Regions from separate parts of the Oryzias latipes genome. Here region 1 is linked to region 2. The links are chromatin contacts, called in public Hi-C maps. All regions are on one chromosome and are shown on one strand. The core of a region is the stretch at or near the end of the contact, and the rest is flanking DNA. Distances in the headings are between cores, read along the strand shown.

The links. Hi-C and Micro-C count contacts between places; a contact is called where the count stands out from the background.
Region 1: a Hi-C map of embryo shows a contact between it and region 2, with 2.4 times the contacts expected there. The contact joins the enhancer-like site here to the promoter of myo9b in region 2. A contact is called at or near these places in 3 of 5 Hi-C or Micro-C datasets (embryo and fibroblasts).

What each region holds. Positions count from the first base shown.
Region 1 is chr4:32,639,353-32,645,927 of ASM223467v1, forward strand. It overlaps myo9b (unconventional myosin-IXb), which reads left to right. Exons shown (of 43, transcript XM_023954632.1): 6 at 1,369-1,431; 7 at 3,603-3,702; 8 at 4,067-4,167; 9 at 4,397-4,526; 10 at 4,597-4,686; 11 at 4,817-4,933; 12 at 5,004-5,138; 13 at 5,329-5,450; 14 at 5,531-5,672; 15 at 6,060-6,255; 16 at 6,462-6,537. Among protein-coding and RNA genes, the nearest start is that of use1, 20 kb to the right of the region's middle. Within about 2 kb of position 1,434, at least 2 of the 8 cell types and tissues checked have an H3K27ac peak or open chromatin away from gene starts, as enhancers often do.
Region 2 is chr4:32,603,270-32,609,716 of ASM223467v1, forward strand. myo9b (unconventional myosin-IXb) reads left to right here and starts at 2,513. Exons shown (of 43, transcript XM_023954632.1): 1 at 2,513-3,002.

The sequences.
Region 1 (6,575 bases), core at 184-2,683, 35 kb after region 2:
CTGACAAGCGCGTAAATACTTGCTCTCTTCTTCTGAGTGAAAAGCGACTTTAAGAAGCGTAAAGTTGCGCAGCGCCACCTTGTGTACAGGAGTATTTCTGGTTTACATTAAGCGCCATCTAATGTCAGGGATTGAAATTGCATGTTCGCTCGGCTCATCGTCGAAAATCGCCTGGGTGTGAACACAAAAAACGTGTTGGAAAACGCTGGCGAATATTTGTCCCGGTGTGTACGGGCCTTTAGTTTCAGAATTTCTCCGGTACATCAGCGCCTAATAGAGCGTGATTATTCTAAGTGGTGCTTGGTCTCACTCAGCTGCAATTTAACCTCCATTTTGAACTTAAACTGAGTCAATGAAACGAAGACAGTCGTCAACATTCTGTGACTTACTGTCAGTGATAGATAGTGATGGCCTCAGAGTTCTGCTCTGTGAACTGAACAAAGACGGCTGGTGTCTGCAGCCTCTGCAGAGAGGACTGCTGTGCTGTTTTCCTCCTCAAACATCGTCACCTTTTATGATTCCGTCTTTGGCTTTGAGGATTAACAGCTTTTGTTTGAGATCACAGTTCTTCTCATTTGCTTATTTTAATTTAGCTTCTATTGCAGATTGAATTATTTGTGATTCTGTAAACATATGATTGTTTTTCAATGGATGACCAATTTTAGGACTAAAACCTTTAAATCTACACAGGTGTTCATTCATGTCCATCCCATCATGCTTTGCGAGGGTTAAGGGGATTCTGATGGGATGTTTTTGTTGATCTGAAATCATTTAAAGCCTTTTACACAGAAAGTACTGACCGTTTTAGACCCAGTCAAGCTGCAGGTTCAGCTTTATTTCCACTCATTTATTCACTCTTTCTCTCATTACAGCCCATAATATCACTGATTGTCTGAGCTTTCTGTCGATGTGTGAAGATTATGACTTGTGTCAGGTTCTGTGTTTGTGGCTGTGGCACCATAATTAACACTTTGCTCCAGAATGGCTCTGAATGTAAACTAGCAGTGGTTCGTGTGATGACACTTTTTATAGCGGCTTCATGAAGCCAGATCTTCTCACAGCTGAGCTTTAATCTCAGCACATTATGAAAGGCTGGTAACAGTTTAGCTGTAGAGACATCAGACTAATATAATCTGATGTATTCTTGTTTGAATTCACGACTGATATGGAAATGAGGCCTTGGTTTCTTCTGAAGTCTCAGCCGTGGAGGTCAGTAGATGACTGGCTTTATGGCCTGTGATGTGCTTCAGTAAACATCTGACCACATCTGGACCTTTTGCTGCATTTTCTGTCTGTCCCTTCGTCGTCTGCTGTCCTTCACTCGGTCGCACACATTCTGACGGTGTTTTGCTTCTCTCTGCCTTTCAGCGCTGTGGTGGAGAAGTACCTCCTGGAGAAGTCTCGCCTGGTCTCCAGAGAGAAGAACGAGAGGTGAGGAGGGGGTCTCGACCTTTCACCCACACTGAGCTTAATGAGCAAAGGGCTTCCCTCAGGAGTCTGGGATTTTCACATGTTAGGCTTTAGACTTTACAACCTCCACACACAAAAACACTGTAAGTCAGTGTTTTTCAACCAGTGGGAAATTGCCCTCATTCACTGATCTAAAAACATTTCCATCTCCAGGATTTCAGCTCTGTGTTCATCCAAACAGGCCCTGATAACACACTGAGTAGTTAGGAATAGATCATGAAATACTTTTTTCTTTGTGTTTATTTGATTCTATTAAAAATTTTTGATAAGAATGACGGTACCGCGATTTAGCCACAGCTTCAGCTGTATTAGGAAAAGTCCCGCCCCTTTAACTATCTCCACCTATCATTCTTGGAGGCTTAATCACATGTCATCAGTCTGACCAATCAGAAGTGGTTAAAGTCTTCACTTCTTTATTCTGATACCAGCTAAAGCTCTTCTTTAGCGGTGTAGCTTTCCACAGAATCCGGTGTGAGACCGTGGAACAAGAGAACAAAACAATGAGTCTGTCTGCCATCACTACATCTCCCATGATGCATTGGGTTAATGTGACAGCGTCTTAGCGCACAATGAGTCTCTCCTCGAACACATCAAACAGTTTTTAAATCTTCTAACTTAACATCTTAACATCTTTTAGAAAAAACAGCTGCAGCTTCCAGCTTTTTCTGTCACAATTATCACTAAAATGCACGTGAGATCATGGAGGGACTGCAGATCAATACAGACTGATGAGTTTCTCCTTTTCTTTTCTTTTTTTTGGATGCTTGTGTACCGCGGGATTTTTGTCAAGGTCAAAGTGTGCCGTGGCTCAGAAAAGGTTGAAAAACACTGATCTAAGTAACCTCTAGCAGCAGATGATCTTATTGAAGAAAAACCAATATAAGTTCTAGATAGTTCATGAGAGGGTTTTTCCATTTTAAGGTAAGGATTTGATATCTGTACTGAAAAACAGAACAGTAACAGGAAGTGACTTCATCGTCTGTCACCTCTGGAAGGCTGCCTCCTTTGTTTTGTTTCTGCTCTCTTTTTTCACAATATGCAAAGTGTTGTTTTAACATCAGTCACTTAGAGACTAGACTGCAAGTCTGCAGCTACTCGGATGACTAATCCGCAAACAAATATCTAGTCTTTGGTTAAAGGGAAAGACAGAAATGATGTTTGAACTGATCTTCATTTTCTGAGAGTCAAGAGACAAACGGATCTCCATTAGAACCACTTAAAGGCTCATAAAGGTGTCAGTAAATCATTTATTGTTGATTATTAATTTTTAAATGAAGTTATAATTTAATTAGTGACTGCCTTGTAGAAAAATAGTTTGAGTTTTGAGGTGGCAAACGCAGTAAAGTTCTTTGGTTTCTGACTAAAGTGGTCCATCTGCAGGAGTTTGTCTTTGTAATCACTAGCAGCTGCACATTCAGCAGGACTGCTGCTGTTTGTCAGTGATAACTGGAAACTCATTAGTCCTGTGTGTCTTTCCTACACCGTCTGCACACAGAAAACTGAAATGATCAACTCCCAGAACTGATTTTTCCTTGTATTGCCTTTTATAGCATGTTTACCTGCATTTAATTAGCAGAACTTGTTCTTGTGTATTATTAGACTCCTATAGTAGAAACACCTTGTTGGATATCATCAAACGGATCAGTTTGATTATTTATTATTTCACTCTCGTAAAAGAACTTTAAAGTCCCACTCAGTCACATTTTAATATGAAGTGTTCCCAGTGGTCCTTTAATTATGATTCTGTTGTTTTTAGGCAAAACCAAAAACCCTGTGTTGGTTTCTAGGACATAGTTTCTGCAGAGCAGCAGGAGTTCTTCAGAAATGTGCCTCCAAATTGTGGCAGAAGTAAGCCTCCACTGACATCCCATCATCCCTTTGTTTACACTCTCTCCTGCTGACTTACAGCCCCTTCCAACCCCAATATTCGAGGCATCCAGCCGGACACTCAAAAACAGTTTTAATCTTAAATATTTTTATAAATGTCCTCCATTAGAAAATGCTGCGAGAACATGTTAAAAATCCCTGATGGTTTTTTATGGTCTTTAAACCTGTGTGCAGGAAGCTTCTTACGTTGCCGTAAGTCCTTTCAATGACGTACCGAGTGTTACAAGTGTTTCATTGTTTTCCAGGAACTACCACGTGTTTTATTACCTGCTTTTGGGTGCTTCAGAGGAAGAAAGGAAAGAATTCAAATTGCTGCCACCTGAAGAATATTCCTACCTCAAGCAGGTATGATTCTGTCTCCTCTGGCCGCTCAGTATTTCGGATCATTCGCTTTGATTCATTTCGTTTGTCCTTAAGCGTCTCGACAGTGAACATCAACCTGATGAGCTGTGTAGATTTGGCCTCAGGTAGCCCTGCAGCTGATTTGGAGTGGCACTTGTATTTACGAAGGCCGCCAAGCCTCTGAATAAGCTGCTGTATAGTCCCTGGGCTTACTTCTCTCCATGTGGACAGCATACTAATAAGGCGCTCTTTGTTTGCTCGCCTCTTTTGATTCCCCACTTTTTCAGCCTTGGTTTTTTTTCTGTTCCTTTTCTTTGCCAGTGTTGGCTTTCCTGCTTTTATTTTGAAAACCTTCTAACTCTTACAGGAGAATTTCAAGATTGAGGATGAGGAAGATTTGCGTCATGATTTTGAACGGCTGCAGCAGGCGATGGAGATGGTTGGCTTCCTTTCAGCCACCAAGAAACAGTGAGTGAATCCATGAAAGTCTTGAAACAACCGTTCTGTTAAAGGTTCATCCTGAAGGAGTTTTGTCAGATTTCAAATTGCACATCAGCCTAAAAAAGAACATTATTCGAAAGAACCCTTTGTTTTATGTGTTTCTGTGAACAAGTTAATAGGAAATGAGAACCTCCTAGATTCTGCTTCACTTCTCTTGCTTTCAGGTCTTGTTAGAAATATTTTTGCTGTGTTTCAGGATCTTTTTGGTTCTTTCTGCAATCCTTTATCTGGGTAACGTGACATACCAGAGGAAGTCAAACGGCAGAGACGAAGGCTTGGAGGTGGGGCCCCCGGAGGTCCTAGCAACCCTGTCTGACCTTCTGAAGGTAACTCTTCTGGCTGTTCTGCCAGGTTGTTGTTGGGGTCGGCAGCATTCAACTGTGCGTGCTCTCATAGGTTAAAGAGGAGCTGCTGGTTGAAGCACTGACCAAGAGGAAAACGGTGACGGTCAATGACAAGCTCATCCTGTCCTACAGCCAGTCTGAGGTGGGCTTCTTTCACATCTCTGCACCAAAGATTTTCATTTCCTGGCTATAAATGTTCAGTTTGTCGTTGATGGCGTTCCATTGGTGGTAGATGATGAAGCCAGAGTTCATTCCTCTCTGTGTCCCACCAGGCCATCACAGCCAGAGACTCCATGGCCAAATCCCTGTACAGTGCCTTGTTTGACTGGATTGTCCTTCGCATTAACCATGCATTACTCAACAAAAAAGACATGGAGGAGTCTGTCCCAGTAAGACATTGGACTCACTCACACTCAGCAGTACAGAAGCCCAGTTGATGAACACTTCTCTGCTTTCCAGTGCTTGTCCATCGGTGTTCTGGACATTTTTGGCTTTGAGGACTTTCCCAACAACAGCTTTGAGCAGTTCTGCATCAACTATGCCAACGAGCAGCTGCAGTATTACTTCAACAACCATATCTTCAACCTGGAGCAGGTGAGACGCGACATCATTAGGCTTCTTGGGATAAAAACCTTTGCTGTTTTAGTTTATACTCAGCATTCACCAAAAGCTTTGATTGCATCGAATCAATGAGCTGCTACCACTGCAGTTATGCTGCAATGTTTAGTAGGCATGAACAGCCCCTTTTCAATATTTCTATCAATGACTGCACTGCTTGATGTAGGAGGAGTACCAATCAGAGGGAATCACCTGGCACAACATCCACTACACAGACAACGTAGGCTGCATCCATCTCATCAGCAAGAAGCCCACAGGCTTGTTTTACCTACTGGACGAGGAGAGCAAGTAAGGGCATGCACTCATTCAGTCATGCAGGGACTCTGGACGCTTTCTTCAGATTTTCCTCCTTCCTTAACTCTCTGCAGCTTCCCACATGCCACGGATGAGACCTTGTTGGCTAAATTCAAGCAGCAGCACCTGGGCAACAAGTACTTTGTGCCCACGCAGGTCATGGAACCGGCCTTCGTCATTCAGCACTTTGCAGGGAAAGTCAAGTACCAGATTAAGGTGAGATGCCGAGAACAATCTAAGGCTCCTCTTCACAGTTTATATTCAAACAAATCACTATCTTTAAAGACAATTATCTTTGTAAAGGTTTTCCTAGTGCTCTTTCAATTATGGTTATGCCATTTGTAGCCAAAATCAAAAAACTGTGATGTTTTCTAGGACATAGTTTCTGCAGAGCGGCAGGAGTTCGTTAGAAATTCCCCTCTAAATTGCGGGTGGGACTGTCGGGCCCCCAGTTGTGGTTACACGCTCTTCCACATTTATTTGAATAAGGAAATATGAGAATTTTAAGCTGAATTCTTTTCGTCTGTTTGTTAAAAACATCAAAAAGACAGTTTTCATGGAGCTGCTCTTTCCTTTTTTCTTCGTTCTCTCTGACCTCACCAGGATTTCCGTGAGAAGAACACTGACCACATGCGTCCAGACATCGTGGCGCTGCTGAGGAGCAGCGACAGCGCCTACGTGCGGCAGCTCATTGGGATGGACCCCGTGGCCATGTTCCGATGGGGCATCTTACGCGCCACCATCAGGGGTATTTCTGCTTTTAACGAGGCTGGACGCTCCTGGGCGGCTAAGACGTCAGGTACAGAAATCCTAATGTAAATACGCATCACATGGTTGTTTTCCACCAATTAGAGCTTTTTGTTGCTTTGTCTTCAAACATTTTTTTTAAAGTATTTCTCAGCAAATAAATGTTTTAGCACTTTTATGAAAGGGAAAGCTCTACAGCAGCCGTGTGACTTTAGACTCCTAAATCATCTGTGTTTGTGCTTTTGCTCAATATTTTAGGCGTTGTCCGTTCAAAATCCAGAAGTCCTCTGAGCGAGCTTCAGCGGCCCAATACCCCCATAGAAAAAATGTACAAGTAAGTGCAGTTCTTGCAGGCGTAAGCTGCTCTCTGGT
Region 2 (6,447 bases), core at 1,263-3,762:
GAAACACGTGACATTGACTTGATTTTCATGTTTCTTTTGTTTGCTCACTTTGCATTTTGTAAAAAACATCAAACAACAGTTATTTCTGTTTTTAAAGTATTTCTTGTTGAAAGTGCTAGATTCCCGTGCACAGAACTGCATATTGAATGCACACAAATCAAATGAATTCAAATCAAGCACTTTTCATACTTATGTAACACAAAGTGCTTTACATAGTAAAAGCATTTTTTAATTTAAAAAACAAAATTCAGTTAAAAACCAGAGGCGGGTAGGAAGGTAGGGTGGATGGATGGATAGGTAATAGGGTGGAACGATTCATGTTAACAGCAATTCAATTCCCATCATAATATGTGGTTGACGATAGTATTCCTAGTCATTATTGATTCATTTTAAACTGTCCGATCCTCTGACCTAAAGTGGATCCAGATCCTCTGTCCTAAAGTGGATCCAGATCCTCTGCCCTAAAGTGGATCCAGATCCTCTGACCTAAAGTGGATCCAGATCCTCTGACCTAAAGTGGATCCAGATCCTCTGACCTAAAGTGGATCCAGATCCTCTGTCCTAAAGTGGATCCAGATCCTCTGACCTAAAGTGGATCCAGATCCTCTGACCTAAAGTGGATCCAGATCCTCTGACCTAAAGTGGATCCAGATCCTCTGACCTAAAGTGGATCCAGATCCTCTGTCCTAAAGTGGATCCAGATCCTCTGACCTAAAGTGGATCCAGATCCTCTGACCTAAAGTGGATCCAGATCCTCTGTCCTAAAGTGGATCCAGATCCTCTGACCTAAAGTGGATCCAGATCCTCTGACCTAAAGTGAATCCAGATCCTCTGACCTAAATTGGATCTAGATCCTCTGACCTAAAGTGGATCCAGATCCTCTGACCTAAAGTGGATCCAGATCCTCTGACCTAAAGTGGATCCAGATCCTCTGACCTAAAGTGGATCCAGATCCTCTGACCTAAAGTGGATCCAGATCCTCTGACTTAAAGTGGATCCAGATCCTCTGACCTAAAGTGGATCCAGATCCTCTGACCTAAAGTGGATCCAGATCCTCTGACCTAGAGTGGATCCAGATCCTCTGTCCTAAAGTGGATCCAGATCCTCTGACCTAAAGTGGATCCAGATCCTCTGACCTAAATTGGATCCAGATCCTCTGACCTAAAGTGGATCCAGATCCTCTGTCCTAAAGTGGATCCAGATCCTCTGACCTAAAGTGGATCCAGATCCTCTGTCCTAAAGTGGATCCAGATCCTCTGACCTAAAGTGGATCCAGATCCTCTGACCTAAAGTGGATCCAGATCCTCTGACCTAAAGTGGATCCAGATCCTCTGTCCTAAAGTGGATCCAGATCCTCTGACCTAAAGTGGATCCAGATCCTCTGACCTAAAGTGGATCCAGATCCTCTTCATCCAAACTTCCAGCAGTGAGACTCAGACAGAAATTCCTGCTACTGAACAGTTTTCCAGATTCTTGGATTTCTTCCAGATCATCAAGTTAATGAAATCTGTGTCCAAACCAACCAGTAAACTAGAATGAATGTCAAATCCATTCACATGTTAGTTTCCTAAAGTTCACCACTGTTGTTTTTCCACATCCAAAGAATCCAAAGGGAACATTCTTAGAACATTCTAGACACTGGATGGTCACATGACTTTATTCACAGTCTGTCCACACGTTGGACTGGAATGATGGACTGATCCGTGTTGATGACATCACACGTGTTGTCTGCTGTGATTGGTGGTTTTTTAACAATAATCCTGCTGTACCTCAGTCCAGATGGTATTTTCCCACATCGCTTATCAGTTTATCAGTTTGGTTGAATTGATTTGTAAGTTGCCTCAGACAGATCGATCTGGTTGGATCGTAGGAATGCAATTGATTAATTGATTAAGTTGATCAGTCGTCACTCTTCTAAAAAGTAAGCAAATAAAATTAATAAACAAACCTGAATAGGTGGATATAAGTCACTAAGATTGCAATAAATAGATAAAAAGATCAAATCAAATGAGTAGAAAAAAATCATGAATACATTAAAGAATTTATATCAAATAAATATATTTCGAAATTTCAGCTAGAAGCTAGATTAAAAAGGGAGGTTTTGAGCCTTACTTTAAAAACATTTATATGAAGTTAGACCAATAAATATTACTACTATTACTACTAAACGATTTAAAGGTTCTATTTATGTTTTTAAAGCTTCAATTTAGTTGGATAAATGCATATAAGCATAGAGTATTATTTAAGAACGTAATATTTACTGATTTGAAGCTATTCAACAGTACAATTATGAACCAAAAATGTTTATTGGTATGTTTTTTGTAACAGAAGGGGACGCGTCTCAGTACCGCTATGATCCTTAAGGGGCGCTGTCCTGTAACTAACGCGCCTCAGTACCGCTATGATCCTGAAGGGGCGCTGTCCTCTAACCTACGCGTCTCAGTACCGCTATGATCCTGAAGGGGCGCTGTCCTGTAACTAACGCGTCTCAGTACCGCTATGATCCTCCAGGGGGCGCTGTCCTCTAACCTACGCGTCCCAGCAACAGGGCGCCGTCATTGCTCAGAATCTGCCTTTTCCTCAACTTTTTGTCCGCCGCTGTTATTAGGACGAGCGGAAGGGAAGTAGCGGCAGGCTAGCGCCGGTTAGCCGGTGGAAGCGATTTCTGGTTGGAAACATTCAGCTGTTTTTAAAGCCGTCCTTTTTTAGTCTTTTCTTTGGAAACGACTTCGTCTGACATTTTCCCTCAACGGAAAGGATGCGAGTTCGCCCCCGGCCGCCTCGGTGTTGGCTCCAGCGACCCTCCAGCTTGACAACACCGAGCTTTGTGTGACTCTCCCGGGACTTCTTCGTTTGGGACGAGGCAGCCTTCGGTCAACGGAGGAGCGGAGACCCGGGAGACGCTCCGACCGGCTCTGAAAGCGTTTTTATATAGTTTCCAACGGTCGCGGGCAGAACCGAGGACTCCAGCAGGACAATGAGACAACGACCCGTAGAAGAAGGTATGTCGGTGAAAAAAAGCTTCTAGTTTTCTTTTCTGTAGAATTTCATAGAAATGTGCAGTTTATGCGGAAATAAGTAGCGGCATTCAGAGCCCGGTCTGCTCTAGGAAGTGGCTGAAAGTAGCTTTGCTTAGATCTTCGGGGCGATCCCGGAGGTTGTCGGTGCGATGACGGTCCAGTCTGCTGGTCAGTGACGCACGGTGGGAAGGTCCCGGTCCCGGTCCCGGTCCCGGCTGTAATCTGCACCAAACCTGGACTGTTCCTGTTGGTGTTGGGACCATAAAGGCACACAATGACCCCGTGATCTACCCCACATGGGGCAATATGTGTGTCTGGGTGCAGCTTGATGGACTGGGTTTCTCTGGTTTACCCTGATGTCATAGTTATTAAAACATCAACAGAGGAAATGAGACTTTAGTCAGTAGATGAGTAACATTTAGTAAAAAGTAAAATAAAAAAACTGGATCCTGACAGTATCTGACAGTATTTCAATGAACTATCAGGTATTTCCTCATATTCCTACAGTAATGAAGTCATGTATGGAGGTAAACACATACATTAAAATTAGTCCAGTTTGTCCAGTTGACTGTCACTTTGAGTCCCTCTCTGATCAACTTTGGATCTGGTTCCCTAATTAGGATTATACCATTTTTAGCTGAAATCATAAAAACCTGTGGTTTTCTTGGACATCATTTCTGCAGAAGGTCCTTGAAATATGCACCTCTGAGTTGCGGATGGGGCTGTTGGCACGGAGTAAGCCCACCCCTGCTTCCCGTCATCCATCTGTTTACTGTCCCACATGCTTACAGCCCCTCACACCCGAACCGTTGACTATATAAGAGAGAACTGGACCAGGCGAGTGTGACGTCATCCATAAAGCGTGCTTTCCTTCTGGCTCCAGCAAAATGAGGCCAATTCAGTCACCTTTTTTCCGCCATACGGTCGTCGCCATGTTGGAGCCAGCTGACCACTGGTTGGTCATCCACTGGTTTCTATGGCATCTACTGTCACCAAATCAGAAGAAAGCTTGTCCACACCCCTTCCACTGAAAGGTGGGGGCCAACGGGCACAGGATGCTTTTATTGAGGCATCTGATTGGTTAGCTTTTAACTTAGAAAACAAGCAATAAAAAATATGATAAAGAAGAGGATTATCAAGAACATGTTAAAGAAGTACCAGAGCATGAATGGTTATTCTGAATAACTGAGTAACAGCTGTTTATTTCTCTATAGATATGGGATTTTGGCTGTTGGGGAGGGATCGCTCAGTGCAGTTCTCATATACAGTCTATCAACCCCCACCTAGCATTGCCATAGCAATCAAAATGGTAGCAATATCAGATCCATCCATCCGTACCGTTTAGATCCAGATTCCAGCTCAGACCAGGGAAACAATGGAACTGCTTGTCTGCAGGTGGATGATCAGAATGGAGCAGAGCAGGAAGTAGGGTTGTGCCGATGGACGATACCATCGTCCATCGTGATGGGTGACTGACCTCACGATGGAGAGACACCATCGTGATGCCACGCCCCCGCCACGCTGCAAGTCCACACCATAAGCTGCAGTTACATGTGCAAAATATCTTGATGGGATCAATGGTCGGATTAGAATCCAACCGTGTAGATGGCCCAGAAAAATGTTTTCAGAATATAACAAACGTTCACATGGGTCACACTTTCACTCGACATAAATCATTCGCACATGCGCAGCAGTGTTTGAAATACCGGAAGAGGAAATGAGTTCCGCCGACCGGCTACATACATAGACATGTTTCAGCCCGGTCATATACGAGATGATCTTCTAAACGTGCTTTCATTAATGTTATGAATATTATGAAGCGCCTGTTCGCTCATCATTTTAATTTTAATCCGTGTGGTCAGTGCTTTTTCTGTTGAAGAACGGAGCCGGAAGCCAGGATTAGCAGTATGCTAACACAGGCTAACAACATTAGCTTTGGATGGACATAAATCCATGCTGGAAATCCTGCAATCTGCATCTTGGCTGAACGTAAACATGTGGGAATAACATCAGCCTTTATTTAGTCGGGACACGACTGGAAACACAAATCCACATGATTGTTTGAACGGTTTCTAAGGACTGAGCCACATTTCTGCTTTAAGCTCACACACCGCCCCAAAGCCGCTGTGTGTGCTGGCGGTCCGAGCTCTGCCCGGACACACACGTTTTGACCCGGTTCTCCTGAGTTCGGTAGCTCGTTCACCTAGAGTTGCAGGACGGATCACAGTCCTAAATCTCCCACACATATCGCACACGTAACAAAGCATACTTCCTTCCCCTCAAACACACAGCTGTAAGTCCGCGCTCTACCGGTCCACTTGACTGATTAAATGCAGGAGCGGACCACTTCTTTTCTATTTTGTTTGTTATTTTTTTGTTAAAGTCACTTCCCTCAGTTTAGACTGGATCATCGCGGATGAGTCATTAGTCGGGAATAAAATAAAGTAAAATAACGAATAATAATTATAATAAAAACAATATCATCGTCCATCCCGATGGTTTACTGCAAACATCGTCAACGGCCAATTTAAGGGACATCGTCCAACCCCAGCAGGAAGTTTGGGGCCTGCTGTTCTACATCACACCTACAAGCTTTTTCTTCTGATTTGACATGATGTGAATAATGAAAAACACAGAAACCCAGTTTTAATCCTAATCGTCTCTATATATGGCAGCCATCATCAGAAAAATGCTACACGAGCTTTAAAAACACCAAAAACAGTTTTCATGGGAGTGGGTCTTTAAATAGATGTTCATGCCATCTTTACCCATCAGGCAACATGATTTATTTACTTTGTTGTCTCATTGGTTGTGACATGATGAGACTTGAGCTTTCAGGGGAGAACCAGAGAGGAAATAATCTGTTTATCCTCCGTGACATAGGTATATGTATATAGAGGTCACATGTCACTGTGTCACATTAAAAAGGCAAAACACAATGTGTGAGAAGAACAAATAGCAGTTACACATAAAAGCACTTCTCACTCAAAGGAACGTTGTGTCGTTTTTTTTTCAATCTGATCTTGTGGAATTTTCCTCATGACGGAGGACATAAATAGAGAAAATTAATCGTAAAATTGCATTTCTGAGTATTTTTTTATTCAAGTTGTAAATCAAAGAATGTGATTGGAAAAGCTTGTAGGTGTGAGGTGGAAGCTACAATCGGCAGACTGCAGGCTTCCTGCTTGGCTCCGTTCTTGGAGACCATTGGATCCACGTACGCCTTTGTTTTCCTGGTCTGAGCTGGAATCTGGCTCCAATAGCGCCTTCCATTATTGTAGCACTGGTAATGGTAGGTTGGGAGGGGCTGTAAGCTAGCAGGTGAGACTGTAACAGCAACAGTCGCAGCAGGGAAATTTCTAATAAACTTCTGCTGCCCTGCAGAAACTATGACCTAGAAAAAACCACCCAGGTTTGGATTTAGGCT